Linked DNA regions of Lactuca sativa: region 2 is linked to region 1. Evidence: chromatin contacts called from public Hi-C data. All regions are on one chromosome and are shown on one strand. The core of a region is the stretch at or near the end of the contact, and the rest is flanking DNA. Distances in the headings are between cores, read along the strand shown.

Region 1 (4,487 bases), core at 1,362-3,861:
CCAAGATTCTAACGATCATCAAAATGATTTATTGATCTAATCTCATATCAATCAATCATCAAATCACAAGGAGAAATCAACACAAGATGAGTGGAGAGAAACCAACACCAAAATTTAAATAGAAACACAATATAGGAAAACCCATGAGTAGTAACTAATGATAAAAACTTGCTACTAGAAACAATTGAAAATTACAAAGAAATTGAAGCTTTGGTGACATAAATACCATCGCATAACATTCCATTCATTCAGATTCAGGTGCGATGGAAAAACAGTTTAACCCAACCTCAAAAAACATGAGTCTAAAAACCGCAAATGTATCACACTATGTCTGGTTAATTCACAGTTTACTACACTGTAAAACATAAACAATAATCATTCATTGATTTAGTGATATTGATGATAAAATTAACATCAGTTCTTTGTGTTCCCAAAGAACCTGGAGAGGGGCAAAGGCCCATCTGCCTCTTGTTCATCACCACTTGAATGCTTGGATTTTGAGCTCTGTCTCTTGTCTTTCCTCTTTCTTGACCTTGATCTTGATCTTGACCTTCTTTTTGATTCTCTGGAATCATCCTCATCATCACTACTTGAAGATTCAGATGATGAACTTGAAGAAGAACTAGACCCACAAGATTTCCTCAAATGCTATTATTTTTATTACAGGAAACAAAATAAAAAAGTTAGTTACTTTTCATCCTTTAAAGATATATATAAATAGGAGCAAAGCAGCCATTCTCAGATGGGTTTAGGACAAAATCCAAACCACAGGGATCAAAAAAGCAAGAATATCCATTTTTGGAGCATTCGTTTCTAATAAGAATAGTCTGAGAATTCCAAGGCACCTTTCTCTTTTTGTTTGAGCGCTTTTTGAGATCTTTGTCCTTCTTATTATCTGCAACAAGGGGCAATAAGATTATGTATATAAAGGACTTCAGGTATTGTAAATTTGTAATGGACATAAATACCCTTCTTCCTCTGAGTAGATTTAATTTTAGAGTGGTTTTTGCCATGGGCAAGCTTGCTTGCCCGTTCTGCATCTAGTTGAGCTCGATATTCCCGCATCATTCTATCTTTGTCAGCTTCTAACTCCCCCTTTTTAATTTCTTCTTCCTAACAAAAACAAATTAGATATTTTCCTATCTATATAAATATAATCACTCCACAGTAACACTTAACTCTATCTCATTAACAGTCATAGATGAGGAGGTGCCATTAAAGCAACAACACAACAAACAAAGGAAAATCAAATCTTTGAGAGGCTTCCCAGTATATTAATAATTAAATAGCTTAATCCTATGAATGTTTCTTTTCCATTTAATGCATACAGAACGTTCTAACTGTTTACAAATTGTCCCTTACTTTATTTTTTCATTCTGTTTTGTTTTCCCAATTGCTTGTCCAATATCATTTAACGGGAAAAAAAAAAAAAAGAAACAAGTTAAAATGAATAAGTGAATGTCTTTGTTCGGGAAACCATAACTTTGAAACCAAACTACCATGTCTGTCAATTTCAACAAGAAAAAGCAATACGTATTGATGATGAATAAGAACTAGATAGTGGTATATTTATCATTTGGAGATCTACACTACATACACTCTACAGAGGAGAGGAGTCAAAAGTGAAGATAAATAGTTACCTTTTGCTTCTTTTTGTACTCTTCCCAAGTAACTGTATGTGAAGTTTTGAGGCTGGCCAAACGAGCTGCATGCCACTCTGGTGAATGAAATGAACCATCCACCTGCGACTCTCTTAATCAGAAAGGGTACAAATTCAAACAAAACTGACTATAAAGCTTTGCAATTCCTAAAATATTCTGTTCCAGACATCAAATATGAAAGAAATTATAAAATGAAGCCATTAGACAAAACCAAACAATAAAAAAACATGTTTGTATTGTTTCCTGCCTATTCAGATTTATCCAAAGTCATCAGAATCATATTTGAGCATCTATTATTTCAACTTACATCTTCACAATCACAACTCTATGCCTAAAGGTTGGACACACAAAAATCAATTAGCAGGCTTAATCACCATGTTAAAAGAGTATTTACCTAACCCTTATCAGTCATTGAGCTAAAAAGTAAGCGATTCTAACAAAGAGAAACAGGGAATTAGGCTCTAGAGAAGTCACAACCCCCTGCCTCTTCTCATCCTCAACCAAAGATTTATTGGTTACGATATCATACCACGAGTTAACATGTTTCTTCGTCTGAATACTGTGCACAATGAAAATAACAACAAATCCACTGAAAATATGATATGGAAGGGTACAAACCATGCCGTCATCCACATCATCGGGGCCGCCTGAGGTAGATCCGACCCTTGATCTCTGCATCGCCTTGTACGCCTGATTCTTCCCCATGTCCCTTTATATTGATTTGAGCCCCCAAAACTAATAGGAATAATTGAAGAAGAGTAGGAAATATCGGTTTGGGAGTAACAAAAGAAAAAAAGGTTGAAGCTGTGGTGGATAAATTTAAGTGTTCAAAACCCCCAATTGAAGAACACGAAGAAAGGGATTGCAGCGAGCCATGAATATGAAGTTATGTTGGATAATAAAGGAAAAGAAATGCGAACACCGTATTTTAGTGGATCCGGTTAACAACAAGATATATAAACCTAAACCCCCTTGGCCTATGCCCTAAGGTGCCCAAATGTCCAAGCCTAAGTTTTTATTAACGTGGGGGAAATGACTTACCAGGAAAATGATGTTTCAAAATTGTTTAAAACCTATGGAAGTTTTGTTTATATAAAAAAAACATCCAACTAAAGGTTTTATACAAAAAAATATTAAGAAAATATAATTTTTGTTCAAATCCTATCTAATGATAACCGATTCTTATCGATAAAATGACGACTTTAATTAAAGATTCATGAGTTGGTCTAACAAATAATAACATGGCATAAGAGTAGGTGAGATGACATTTATTAATATATTTGTCTTCTTTTAATCGAATTAGGGCTAGCAGCAGGAATGACTTAGGATTTTTCTTCTTTTACTTTATCTACTTCTACTTCTTCGATCCTATCATGGCTTCATCTTCTACTAAATCCATAAAATGGCTTGTGAAACATGAAGTCTTTTTTTTTGTATGTAGAAGGAATAATCATGCTTTGCCTGTTTAAAAGTTGGAAAATCTTTAGCTAAAGAATAATCACCGGTTAAATAGTGTACAATTTTCACATGGGAAGGAAAACCTTTTTCTACTAAAGAATAAAGATAATAATGGGAGGGAGATTATTGGAAATACGGATGTTGGGGCAGTGTTATTCAGCTTTCCTGATTTTCGGCAACATTTCTAGATCACCTTGGAAGTTTCTCGTGCTATTGTGAATTGGTGGAATTTGTTCGGTTACAATCAAGGTGTGGGATCTTGTATCGAACGTTCATGAGGATGTTTTTGTTAACGGTTAAGGTTCGACATTTCGTTAAATTTGTTAATGCCTCACCCTTTGGGTAAGGATGTGTGGACGAGATGATGTAGTAGATCTAGAGTTGAGTATGTGTCGCCACTTGGGGGAGTACATTGTAGTAGTGTCTCGATTATGGATAGGAGGGGTACAAGTAGACTGAGTAAGATAACTTGATACCTCTTGATTAGTACCCATTTGGAGGTAAAAAGTCCATACCTTGGCTTTCCGTTTCTTAGATCTCTTATTTTGTGAGTTTATGGGTATTTTGGTGCAAAATGAGGGCCATTTTCGGGTTGAGCTTGTCCAGGGGGAGTAGTTGTAGATCCGGACTCCTCTAAGCCCTCGTGTGCATAAAGCTCAAGCTTTATGAAGCTTTAATCCTTCTTCATGCCCTAAACCCCTTCTTGAGCATATTTTTGGGTATTCTAGCCTTGTGAGGCCTTGCATGATCGTAAAGTTAGCAACTTTACGTGGTCACTCCATGATAGGAGGTTAGATCTGGAGTTTTGAGCATTGGAATCGACCGAAATGAGAATTTACTAAAGAACTCAACGAGTTTGACATCCAACTCGACGAGTTGAGAGGGTTTTTCATGTCTGTGGATTTAGAGTGAACTCGACGAGTTATTGGGACAACTCGACGAGTAGCTGGGGTTTTCCTAGTCTTCTGGACACCGTGCTGACTCGACGAGTTTGTGAGACAACTCGGCGTGTTGACTCGAGTTTTCCCGATTTTTCCTGAGAATAGAGGGAACTCGACGAGTCGCATAGATGCACTCGGCGAGTTGGGTTAACATGGATTGTTGACTCGGGCGACTTCCATTGATTTTTAGGGTTTGGTTAAGACATGAGTGAGGAGACCATGGAGGGCTAAAATAGTCTTTCACCCTTTCTGAGAGTGAGGAAAGAGGTTAGCCTAACTTTGTAAGAGTTGTGATTATAAAGTATTAATTAGAGATAATAATATTATGTAGGCAGAGTCTAGACTGTGTAAGTCCCCAAAAATGTCTGTGTATCAATCATATCCGTTTGATGGTGCGGAATCCCAATCAAACGGATGATGTCATATC
Region 2 (4,862 bases), core at 1,093-3,592, 220 kb after region 1:
TGCTTGTTAGCCCATAAATATCTTCCACAGAACGAAAAGCTTCCTGAAGATACAATCATACAACTTATTAAATTTAAACTACATGATTCTTTACTGTTGATAATAATATGGGCAATGTACTTATCTTTTACTTTATTATTTTATATTATTCTTTTAACAATAATAGCAACATGCCAACATACTTAAATCTTTTACCAACAATAGCAACATACATATATTTCACTACCAATAAAGGCAATGTACTTTATTTGTTATTTATAAACTATTATGGGTAAAAGAGTAAAAGGATGTTGCTATTGTAGGGAAAAGTTTTAAATATGTTCCTAAAGTATTATTTATATTATATATGCAACAGGGTTGCTATTATGAATATAGAAATATATGGATAAAACTATAGAGTAGATACCCTATATTGGTAAAATACTATTTAATAAAGTATGTTCCCATATAAATAGCATACACACCTGCCAGAGTTCCAATTCGGTTGCAACTTTCAATTGCTCAAACCTTGTGTCCAGGTAAAAATGTAGACTTTCAGGGGCAGTTAGGTCAGGTCTGTCCCTCTGGTCTCTGTACTTGTTGAGGTTTGCAAGATGATTCCTAATAATCTCACAAAGCCTACGAAACTCTGTTGTTCTTTTGTATTGCTTGCAGAATTGGAAGGCACGATGAGCAGTATCCTACATACAAAAAAATAAAAATTAATATAAGTTAAGAATTTAAAAAGCAAGATTCACATTATTAAAAATCAAAACTTACAGCATAAAGAGCCATCAACTTGGAATTGTTTCGGAGAATTTCAAGAACTGTCCTATATGTCTCCCATAAGAACTTAAACCATGGAGTCACAAGCTCCCTATCTGAACGATCCTTTCCCTTTTCACCACTGACATAGCTTAACATTAGGTCTTCTGGTCTTTTATCGGCTTCAAGGTCATCAACATCGAGAGCTTCCTCTAAAGCTTGTGCCTGGCTACGTGCCAGCTCAGCCCTTTTGGTTGAAAGATCCATGAAGTGCTTAATCACTTCTTCCAAAGAATTAACATTAACTTGCTGGCAGATTATGCGGTATTGGATGAGGCCATCTTTGGCAAATCTACCCCTCCTCATATCAACACAAAGCTCGATGTACTTGAACATAATCTTTTCATGTGTTTTCTGCCATGCCCTGTACCTTTTTGATGTAATAAGATCATGAAGAGCTTGCAATGCATCTTGCTTCTGACCAACATTTATCAATTCTGCAATCACATTTTAGCAAAAGTCGGTTAGTCACCATATACGCATACATTCTCAGATGTAAGGAGACAAACTACAAAGCATCAAAAACATTAAAGAGAATGAAAATAAGTCAGAAATGTTAAAGAGTCAGATTAAATCAGCAAGTAGCTACTCACCTTCCGCTCGTTTCAATGCATTCTCTGGTTTAGCAAAAGTCGCCATGGTCAATCACAGTGGTCTTCAACCTGCTGGGATGCAAACCAAACAATTATTTGTAGGTGTTAAATCTGCTTAGGAATAACTTGAAGTTTTGCACAGATAGAAGCACAAAGACACTTATGCTGTAGACATTCGCTTTGTTCTCTATTAACACACTCATTCGAGCAAGATAACAAAGAAAATAGTGATAAATCAATGTTCCCACTTCTAAGCATTGAAATGCTGAAACTGAAAAGCATATTTCACCAACAGACACATTTCTAGTCCAAGCATAGCATCAAACATGAATACATGTTTTAAAGAATTCAGAATATGGATAAATCATATATTTTCAAACAATTGTCCCCTATGTTAATTGAGAACCCGTTAAGTATGTTCACAGCCACAGGCAACATCCAGCAAAAAACATTGCCCTTTAGGCATTTAGATCAAGCGCAAAGAATATACAAGTAGAAAATTAAAACATAAAAAATATATATATTGCACCTAATCTCTCGCCCTTACTCCTCCATCGAACAGTCAATCTAGCCACAAACCGAAAGGAAAAAACAAAACCCTAATGTAACGCCAGCAGTTAGAGTAAAGAAATTAAATCATCAAATTGCTAACAAGAGATACACAAATAAATCAGTTGTCGATCTATGAATCTTATGCTGCACGTAATCTGTCGATAGATCTTGAACTAAACAAACAAAAACACATAAGAACAGAATAACGACCCTTGAAACAAATTGATGAAACGATGAATAACATACTGAGGCAATACCTTTATCGATTAGCGGAAAGTGTGTTTCCTCGGCTGTGCCTGTATTCCAGATATGTGCTGAAGCAAAAGAAGGAGAGTAGGGTTTCAAAGTTTTGGCGAGCTTTTATTTTATCAAAATGCGTGACTGGGGCCAACGCAGAAGGGGGTAGAAATTCATCGGCCTCAAAAGTGAAAAAGCCCACGAACACCTTTATTGGGCTTTACAAAGCTACAATATTGCAAACTTGATGGGCTTCAAATATCATCCAAACTTAAAAGGCATTTTCAATGTTACTACGAATAAGGGTTTTTTCTATGGCTAGTTAGGTTATAATATGTGTACAGCATGGTTCTGTAATGTAAAACAATATAACGATTACAAACATCGTAATCATTAATCATAAATTTGTAAACAGTTAAAAACTAAATTTACAAATAGTTAAGAAGGTACATCAATAGAATTGAAAATGAAAAACATGAAGTTAGTATATCGCACAAATAGTCCATGTCAAAAATATTACATGAATGGTCAGTTTACCAATTATATCCTTCCTAAATTCATAAAGAATAAAAAAGTAGGTTGCTATTAACTTGCATATTAATCAAAAGTAACAGTAAGGTTGAGTTATACCTCTAACCTCATAAAAAATGGTGTCACCTCGTGTCATGTCAACACCATTCCCCATCACTTACCTTAGAAAATTCTCACCACTCCACCATTCATTAAAGTTTTAATTTTTTAATTAAAAAAAAATGTTACCACCACCACTTTTCATAACACAACCTAAGCATAACACGTTGTAACGTAAAGGGGGGTGGGGGGGGGGGGGGGGGGGGGTCACTTGGGTTAAGTTTGTCCAATTCAGCATAACCCAAGCCACACAACAACATACATACTTTTAATATCATCATACTTTTAAAGTAGATTGTGATTTATTACGTATAAGTTCATCAGTCACAAGTAATGATCCAAGTTTTAAAATAATAACAAAAATGGTCCCGTTTACTGGAGTTTACAAAAATGGTCTCTGTTTTATAACGAATACTCTTTGTTTAATTTAAATTAATGGAAGCGTTTACCTAAGCATAATACATTGTAACATACATACATACTTTTAATATCATCATACTTTTAAAGTAGATTGTGATTTATTACATATAAGTTCATAGTCACACAACAACATACATATTTTTAATATCATCATACTTTTAAAGTAGATTGTGATTTATTACATATAAGTTCATCAGTCGCAAGTAATGGTCCAAGTTTTAAAATAATAACAAAAATGGTCCCGTTTACTGGAGTTTACAAAAATGGTCTCTGTTTTATAATGAATACTCTTTGTTTAATTGACATTAATGGTCCCGTTTACCTAAGCATAACACGCTATAACATAAAGGAGGGGTCACTTGGGTTAAGTTTATCCATTTCAGCATAACGTGTGGTGTGTTAGCACTACACCGCATGGCCTAAGTAATAAGATCATCCCCCCAAGCCACACGGCCACACAACAGCATACATACTTTTAATATCATCATACTTTTAAAGTAGATTGTGATTTATTACATATAAGTTCATCAGTCACAAGTAATGGTCCAAGTTTTAAAATAATAACAAAAATGGTACCGTTTACTGGAGTTTACAAAAATTGTCTCTGTTTTATAACGAATACTCTTTGTTTAATTTACATTAAAGGAAGATGCAGATAGTTTCGTTGGGAAATATTTCATATTTCAAATCACAAATGAAAAATACAGATCTGATCACAAGTGGTGAAGGTTTTGTGACTGAAGCTTTCTAGAAATCTAGATGGTAGGTACTAATGAATATTTTTTTGGTGAATAGTTGTCTTTTAAGAAGTTTGTCATCGAACAATCAATAACAATAATCATTACTATTAAGTATTAATATATATATATATATATATATATATATATATATATATATATATATATATATTATGTATAATGTTTATACATAATTTTAGTTTAAATTTAACACAAAAAATTCTTTATCAACGAGTTTGATTTAAAAAAAAACTTATATTTGATCCTATTTTTGAATAATTAAGATTTTAAGTTTATATGGTCTTATTAATCAAAACATTATCATCGGGTAAAGTACTTGATGTTATTATATGGGTCCGTTTATCAATTAAAATAAACTAAAAAAATAATTCCAGTAAAGTTTGTTACTAAGGTTTTATATGTGGACAAAAATATATATAGTATATCTGTCAAAATGATAGATAAGCATGTTATATATCCATCTAGTTAATTACACTAAGGTTTTATATATCTACCCGATTCAAAATTATAGATATATATGTTTGGTTTCAAGAACTTCAAATGATACGTAACATTAAGATGGAATTTGTTTGAAAAAAGTATTTTGATTATAAAAATAATACCTCACATGGAAATTATTGTGACCCTTTTGTTTTTAATTACCCAGTTACCATTTTCTTTTTTCCTGTATTTGATTTTACATAACCATATATTCATGGTTCCAACAATGCCCTCCAACTTTGTTCCCCTACCATTTAAACCAAAACATTAAAATTCTCAAGAAAAAAAATATATAATTTTCCAACAAACATGATAATTGACCAAACTACCCCTTGCTCTCTTAAAATTCCAGATCCCACTCATATCCATTCAAAACTTCAAGCACGCA

Evidence for each region. Hi-C and Micro-C count contacts between places; a contact is called where the count stands out from the background.
Region 2: a contact with region 1 is called in a Hi-C map of leaf, with 6 times the contacts expected there. The contact joins the promoter of LOC111895112 here to the promoter of LOC111898710 in region 1. A contact is called at or near these places in 2 of 4 Hi-C or Micro-C datasets (leaf and seed).

Annotation. Positions count from the first base shown.
Region 1 is chr7:106,568,496-106,572,982 of Lsat_Salinas_v11, forward strand. LOC111898710 reads right to left here and starts at 2,612. Exons shown (of 5, transcript XM_023894583.3): 1 at 2,280-2,612; 2 at 1,641-1,742; 3 at 969-1,113; 4 at 846-895; 5 at 149-648. The coding sequence starts at 2,366. The coding sequence ends at 415.
Region 2 is chr7:106,786,621-106,791,482 of Lsat_Salinas_v11, forward strand. LOC111895112 (eukaryotic translation initiation factor 3 subunit A) reads right to left here and starts at 2,343. Exons shown (of 14, transcript XM_052765246.1): 1 at 2,207-2,343; 2 at 1,398-1,466; 3 at 760-1,241; 4 at 465-680; 5 at 1-43. The coding sequence starts at 1,443.